Linked DNA regions of Zea mays: region 1 is linked to region 2. The links are chromatin contacts, called in public Hi-C maps. All regions are on one chromosome and are shown on one strand. Each heading gives the region's core, a stretch centred on a gene start, on an enhancer-like site or on the middle of the called end of the contact. The rest is flanking DNA. Distances are from core to core; before and after follow the strand shown.

Evidence for each region. A called contact is a pair of places that touch in the nucleus more often than the background predicts.
Region 1: a Hi-C map of tassel shows a contact between it and region 2, with 2.2 times the contacts expected there. The contact joins the promoter of LOC100382562 here to the promoter of LOC109943529 in region 2. A contact is called at or near these places in 2 of 25 Hi-C or Micro-C datasets (ear and tassel).

The regions. Positions count from the first base shown.
Region 1 is chr1:267,469,807-267,472,769 of Zm-B73-REFERENCE-NAM-5.0, reverse strand. LOC100382562 reads right to left here and starts at 1,491. Exons shown (of 4, transcript NM_001368201.1): 1 at 1,308-1,491; 2 at 1,104-1,227; 3 at 283-350. The coding sequence starts at 1,439. LOC103643047 reads left to right here and starts at 1,085. Exons shown (of 11, transcript XM_020546865.2): 1 at 1,085-2,016; 2 at 2,196-2,290; 3 at 2,358-2,499. The coding sequence starts at 1,837.
Region 2 is chr1:267,324,019-267,327,009 of Zm-B73-REFERENCE-NAM-5.0, reverse strand. LOC109943529 (protein argonaute 12) reads left to right here and starts at 1,385. Exons shown (of 22, transcript XM_020546864.1): 1 at 1,385-2,534; 2 at 2,701-2,900; 3 at 2,986-2,991. The coding sequence starts at 1,440.

The sequences.
Region 1 (2,963 bases), core at 242-2,741, 150 kb before region 2:
GCTCAGCCTAGGTGTAAATTACAAATGCTTTTTTCTTTTCTGCTTCCTCTAACTAGTCAATGAAGCATCAGGTAGAGTCGACGAAACATGAGTGCTGAATAGAATTTTTTGGATCACTCAAAATGAAGTTTGCAATAATATTAAAGAACAAAGATAACAGAAAGAGAACCTCCAATTCTCAGTAAAACGGCAACAAACAGAGGACCACCAATACTCGGTAAACAATTGAAAAAAGGCATAGAAGAAGACAGGGGCAGACATGAGAGGTGAGGAATATGGCACCTTGATAGATGGATAATTGTCCCTGGACTCTGCTGCAATGTATGCACCAATAACCATTACATACATCCCTACAGGACAAGGGAAGTCATCAGCAAGTGTAAACATAAAAAAAAAGGTAACTCAGAAAACAACCTATCATTCATAGAACACACACAAGCCAAAACTTTTTCCTTCTACTTAATTTAATGATGCGCAGTTCTCCTGCGCGTTTGAGAAACCAAAATACTATCTGTACCAAATTATAGTCACTTTAGCTTTGTCTTAATTAAACTTCTCTAACTATGACGAAATTTATAGAAAAATGCACCAAGCCACCAACATCTACAACATCAAAATAGTTTTATTAAATTCTCCATAAAATATGTATTGATAGTGCCTTTATTTGAACCTGTAGATGTTAATACATTTTTCCTAATAATTTGGTAAGTTTTAGAAGATTGATGTAGGACAAACATAAACTGGCATGTAATTTCTTGCAAAAAAGTGTCATGCATCTAGAACGGAGGAATAACATCTATGCAAATAGTCACACTTCAAGATAATCAAGAATAATAGAATCATATAATAATATTGTGTGTTGTTAAAAAATCCTTTGTTTTTTCCACGCCAGCGCAGGTCTAAGGACCAGCCTAACACGTGGTCAACTATGTCGCTATGTACTGAGAAATTTCTCCACCTGCGTTTCTTCTATAGTTCTATATGCCCAGATGCTGTCTTACACCTGCGGGTCTTGAGTTTTTCTTAGATTGAATACTATTTCGACAATGTGAGAGCGATGCAAACATAAGGTACGATCAAAGAACCATTAAGAGCCGGCGTACCTGGCCGCCAGAACCGGCCCTCTGCTTCTCTTGGCAAGACGAAAAGGTTGGCGACGCAGGACCCATCATCCAGCAACAAGCGCCCTCCACCGGATTCGTTGTAGTCCGTTGACAGGATCATACCCTGCCGCTGCAAATCCTCAGGCTACGATAAACAAAATGAAGGTGGGAGAGGAAGGAGAGAGACGAGGTTAATTTGGGGACCTGGACCCAGGCGCGCTGGAAGCGGATGCCGGAGAGCATCTGCGCGGCAGAGCAACCCTCAGAGCACGGCGCCTCGGTGCAACTGGCGAGCTGGGAGCCGAAGATCTTCAGCGCCGCGAGGGTATAGTCCATGGCCACCGGTCACCGGACAGCCGGTCGCCGCCGCAGGGTTTCGGGTGACACTGGGTCACCAATCTTGCGAATGTTCCGATGTTCGTGTGTCCAGAACTGTGTTTGGGCTGGACCGCTCTCGGGCCGTAAATTCGCCATTTCCTTTTCTTTCTTTTACTAGACTGGATCACGTAAGCCCATCAAGAGGAACTCGCTCTGAGTCTGAGTAGGATGGGCTGCCTGAACACGGAATGCCGGAATCCCCAATGCGCATCCGCACGAAACCTGCCCTCAGTTCAGGCCTTCAGGGTTCCCCTTCTGCAGCGCCCTCGAAACTCGAAAGCGTCCTGTAGTTCAAGCTCCGCGCCTCCGCCGGCCAATACTCAGGTACTCGCTAATCTCCGCCGGTCACGTCGCAATGGCGCCAGGCGCTCCGCGAGAGTATGCCCTCGAGGGGGGCGAAGCGGCGCAGGACGAAGCGCCCGAGTCACCGCAGGAACGGGAAGAAGCGAGTCAGAGAGAAGAGGATGGCGGCGTCGAGGAGGCCGACGACGACGAGGAAGCTCCCACTCACCTCCCGTTCGCGCCATCTTCCGAGGTGCGTGGCCCTCTTCCTTATGTCTACTGCTCACATCCCAGTCCCACCACTTCTGATGTCGCCTTGGAGTCTCCGCCTCACTGCCATTCCTTCGAGCAGTTGGCGTCTTGGAAGGAAGTGTTTGGCTGGCTGTCTGCTGCCCTGCTGATGCTAGATCTCATGCTTGTGATTTTCTGTAGCTGCTTGATGACACGACAACAGTTGATCCCAGCTACACTATCTCCCTTATACGGCAGCTACTACCCCAGGGTTCCAATGTGGAGAAAGAGTTCAGGTAAGCGACGTGTTTAGAGGTTGAAATTGTATGTTAGCAAACGAGATGACTCCATGATACTAAACAGTGTGAAGCAATGTGCCCCGGACGAGAAGGATGCAAATTCTGGTAATGGGGAATCAGCGCAACCTGATTATAAGGATCCATGGGAAGAGTGTGGTTGCATTCTGTGGGACCTTGCAGCTAGTAAACCACAAGCAGAACTGATGGTGTGTTATCAGTATCTTCTTACTCTATTTTACAATGTAGATTGCTATGCTATAGTGCTATACCCAGCTTTCTAGCTCATATATGCTTTCTTTGCAAAAGAAAAGGTGTAGAAAAAAACAAAGACCTTGCACTAAGATTTCAATATAAGTATCGTATGGCTGTTTGGGATTTTAATATATAATGTTGTATTGTTGTTAGATCGTTGCACAAAACTTGAGAAATCAAATGCCCTTTTAAGTAACGTAGCTACTTCAGACTCCTTTTCTTTGCCCCAAGGGAATGATGAGGTGAGTTCATATTACCTCTTAATACTCATTAGTGGAGGTAGATGAAGTCCTTGGGTGTGAGCTAAGTCCATGTGTTCTACAAATTTAGCAGATGCTCTTGCGAGCTATATAAATTATAAATACCAGGAGAATATGCTTTAAAGTTGGAACTATTTTGTCCAAAAGAAAAGTTGAAA
Region 2 (2,991 bases), core at 136-2,635:
AACTCACAGCACAATCTCCAACGGGAAAGACATAACCTAAAAGTGATCTTCTCCAGTCTAAATCACCACCATAATCTGAATCAACATAGCCGATCAGACCATTTCCATATTTACCAAAATATAAACAAGCACTTAAAGAACCACATAGATATCTGAAAATCCACTGAACAACTTTCCAATGCTCTTTACCAAGATTAGACATGTATCTAGCAACAACGCTCATAGCATGAGACAAATAATGACGAGAGCAAACCAAAGCATACATGAGTGACCCAACAGAACTAGAGTATGGAACTTTTGACATATACTCAAGATCAACATCAGTTTTAGCACACTGTTTAGCAGACAGTTTAAAATGAGGAGCCAACGGAGTACTCACAGGTTCCCCAGCCTTCCTGCGACGGACCTCCGCTTTGGTCACCAACTTGGCAGCCTTCTTCGGAATTTGGATCACAAACTCAACAAAAGACGTGATATTATAAATTTGTACATGTTGTTAATTAGAAAATACAAATAAAATCATATTTAATAAATATATCATTTAAACTGACCAGTAAGGTTCTACGCTTTTAACAGAAAAATCTGGAAATCTGACTTCACATGAAGCCATTCTATTCCAGATTCTCCGAATTCTGTGCGTGAGCATATCTACAAAGTATAAACACGCCCAGCTGAGCAACTGCGTCGACCAGAAGAAGGTCCGTGCAGCGGGATGCAAGCGGCCAATCACTGCGAGCGGCTGCCACAGCCCACAGGCCGCCATGCTCATGATGACGAATAGACCCGACGAAGCATGCTGTGGCTGTGGCTGTGGCAGGCTGTGGCTGTGGCAGCTCATTCAAGAGGACGAATAGACCCGACGAAGCGACGACGGCTTGCACTGGCTGCAACTACAAGCGGCTGCCACAGGCCGCCATGTCCATCCGAGAGGACGAATAGACCGACGAAGTGACCACGGTCCACGGCAGCCTGAGATCTCTCTCGCCCGACAGGATATCTCCTTCGACCGCGCACGGGCTCCGCGGGGCAGCCCGTGCCTCGGGCAGTCGGGCGACTGGGCGACTTCGATTGCAGAGCGGCGCCGGGCCCGCGCTCGGATCTCACGTTGCCGGTTCGCGGAAAGGGTCGCTTGAGCGCATCTCAATTCTCAACTTCGTCGCCGGGTGGCGGTTTCTAGTCTAGCCTAGAGTGAAAAGGTTGCAGGCCGGGCGGTACTTTTTCAGGGTCACCGATGCGTGGGGTCGACCATTAGCGGGGTCCATGTGTCAGAAGTACGGTGGGGCATCATATCACGTCCACGTGCTGCTTGGAGATCGGTTCCATCCGCACCGCGGCCTTTTTATATGCGAGAAACTGAAGCGTCACCACGAACCACGTCTTCCTCGTCTCACAGAACAACCTCTTCCGCGGTTTTGCCTCATCCTCTAGGGTTTTCCGCCATGTCCACGCGCGGTGGCGGAGGTGGCCGCCGCGGAGGCCGGGGACAACAAGGAGGAGGCCGTGGAGGCGGGAGCGGCCGCGGTGGTGGCCGAGGGCGCGGCCAGGGCGCCGTGGACCTCGGAGGATTCCGCGAGGACACGCGAGGAGGACCTGGCCGTGGCCATCGCGGAGGGTCCGCGTCGTCAGGCGCCGCCCAGAGAGGAGGAGGTCATGCTGCGCAGTCCCAGTCCCCACATCCGGCGGCCGGTCCCGGCCCGGGGCCCGGGCGTGGCGGCTACTCCTCAGCGCCTCGGCAGGTGTCGTCGGGCCCGACCCCAGCGGAGGTTGAGGCGATGAGGCGCCAGGTGGAGAGGAAGGTGGTTATGGACGAGACGCAGGCGCAGCGGTGCCAGGGCTCGTCGTCCTCGCAAGCACCGGCGCCGAGACCAGCAATGCAAGATAAGGCGCCCGGTCCGTTGGCACCCGCAGGGAGCCCGTTGTCGATCCCAGCGCAGTCTCCGGCGTTCTTTCAGGCGCCTGCGGTACGACCGGCCATGCAAGCGAAGCCACCGGGTCAGGTCGCACAGGCAGCGAGTTCATCGTCGTCGTTCCCAATGCTCGCGACGGCTCAGGCGCCTAGGCCCGGGCGACCTGCCACTGCCCTGCAAGGGAAGCCGCCGGGGCAGGTCACACAGGCAGCGAGTTCGTCGTCGTCGTTCCCAATGCTCGCGACGGTTCAGGCGCCTACGCCCGGGCGACCCGCCACTGCCCTGCATGGGAAGCCGCCGGGTCAGGTCGTACCGGCAGCGATCCCATCATCGTTCCCAGCGCCGGCGCCGGTTCAGGGCTCTACGCCCGGGCGACCGGCCATGCAAGCGAAGCCGCCGGGTCATGTCGCACCGGCAGCGAGTTCATCGGAGCGACCTCTGCAAATGCAAGGGAAGGTGCCGGATCAAATGGCGCTTTCGGCGCCTGCAGGTACACTGCCTCCAGCTTCGAGCAAGGCGATGGTGTTCCCCCCTCGGCCGGGGTACGGAACCGTCGGGCGGAGGTGCCAGGTGCGCGCCAACCATGTAGAAGTCAAGCTCGGGGACAAGGATATCTACCACTACGATGTACGTACGCACGGCCCCTATCTGTGTCTTGGTGTGTTATTCTTGGCTTCAGCGCCTTGCAAATAGTAATCCAACAAAACCCTACATGTTTCAAGAAAGGAACCACAAATATCATCATAATTTGCATCCCTAACAAGTTCAAGCGGTATATGTTTTTGTTTCGCAGGTGACAATCAAACCGGAATCGACCTCAAGGGCAAGAAATAGATGGATCATCAAGGAGCTCGTTAACTTGTACAAGCAACACTTGGACGGGCGGCGGCCTGTTTATGATGGAAGAAAAAGCTTGTTCACGGCAGGTCCACTGCCATTCCAATCCAAAGAGTTCGTTCTCATGCTAACAAACCATGAGAGAGGAAAACAAGGGTGTGTTTGAATCCCTTACCATCCAATCAAGCTCTATGCAATCCCCATTATGTTTATATATGTGTGTTTATTTGACAACTTGCAGCGAGAA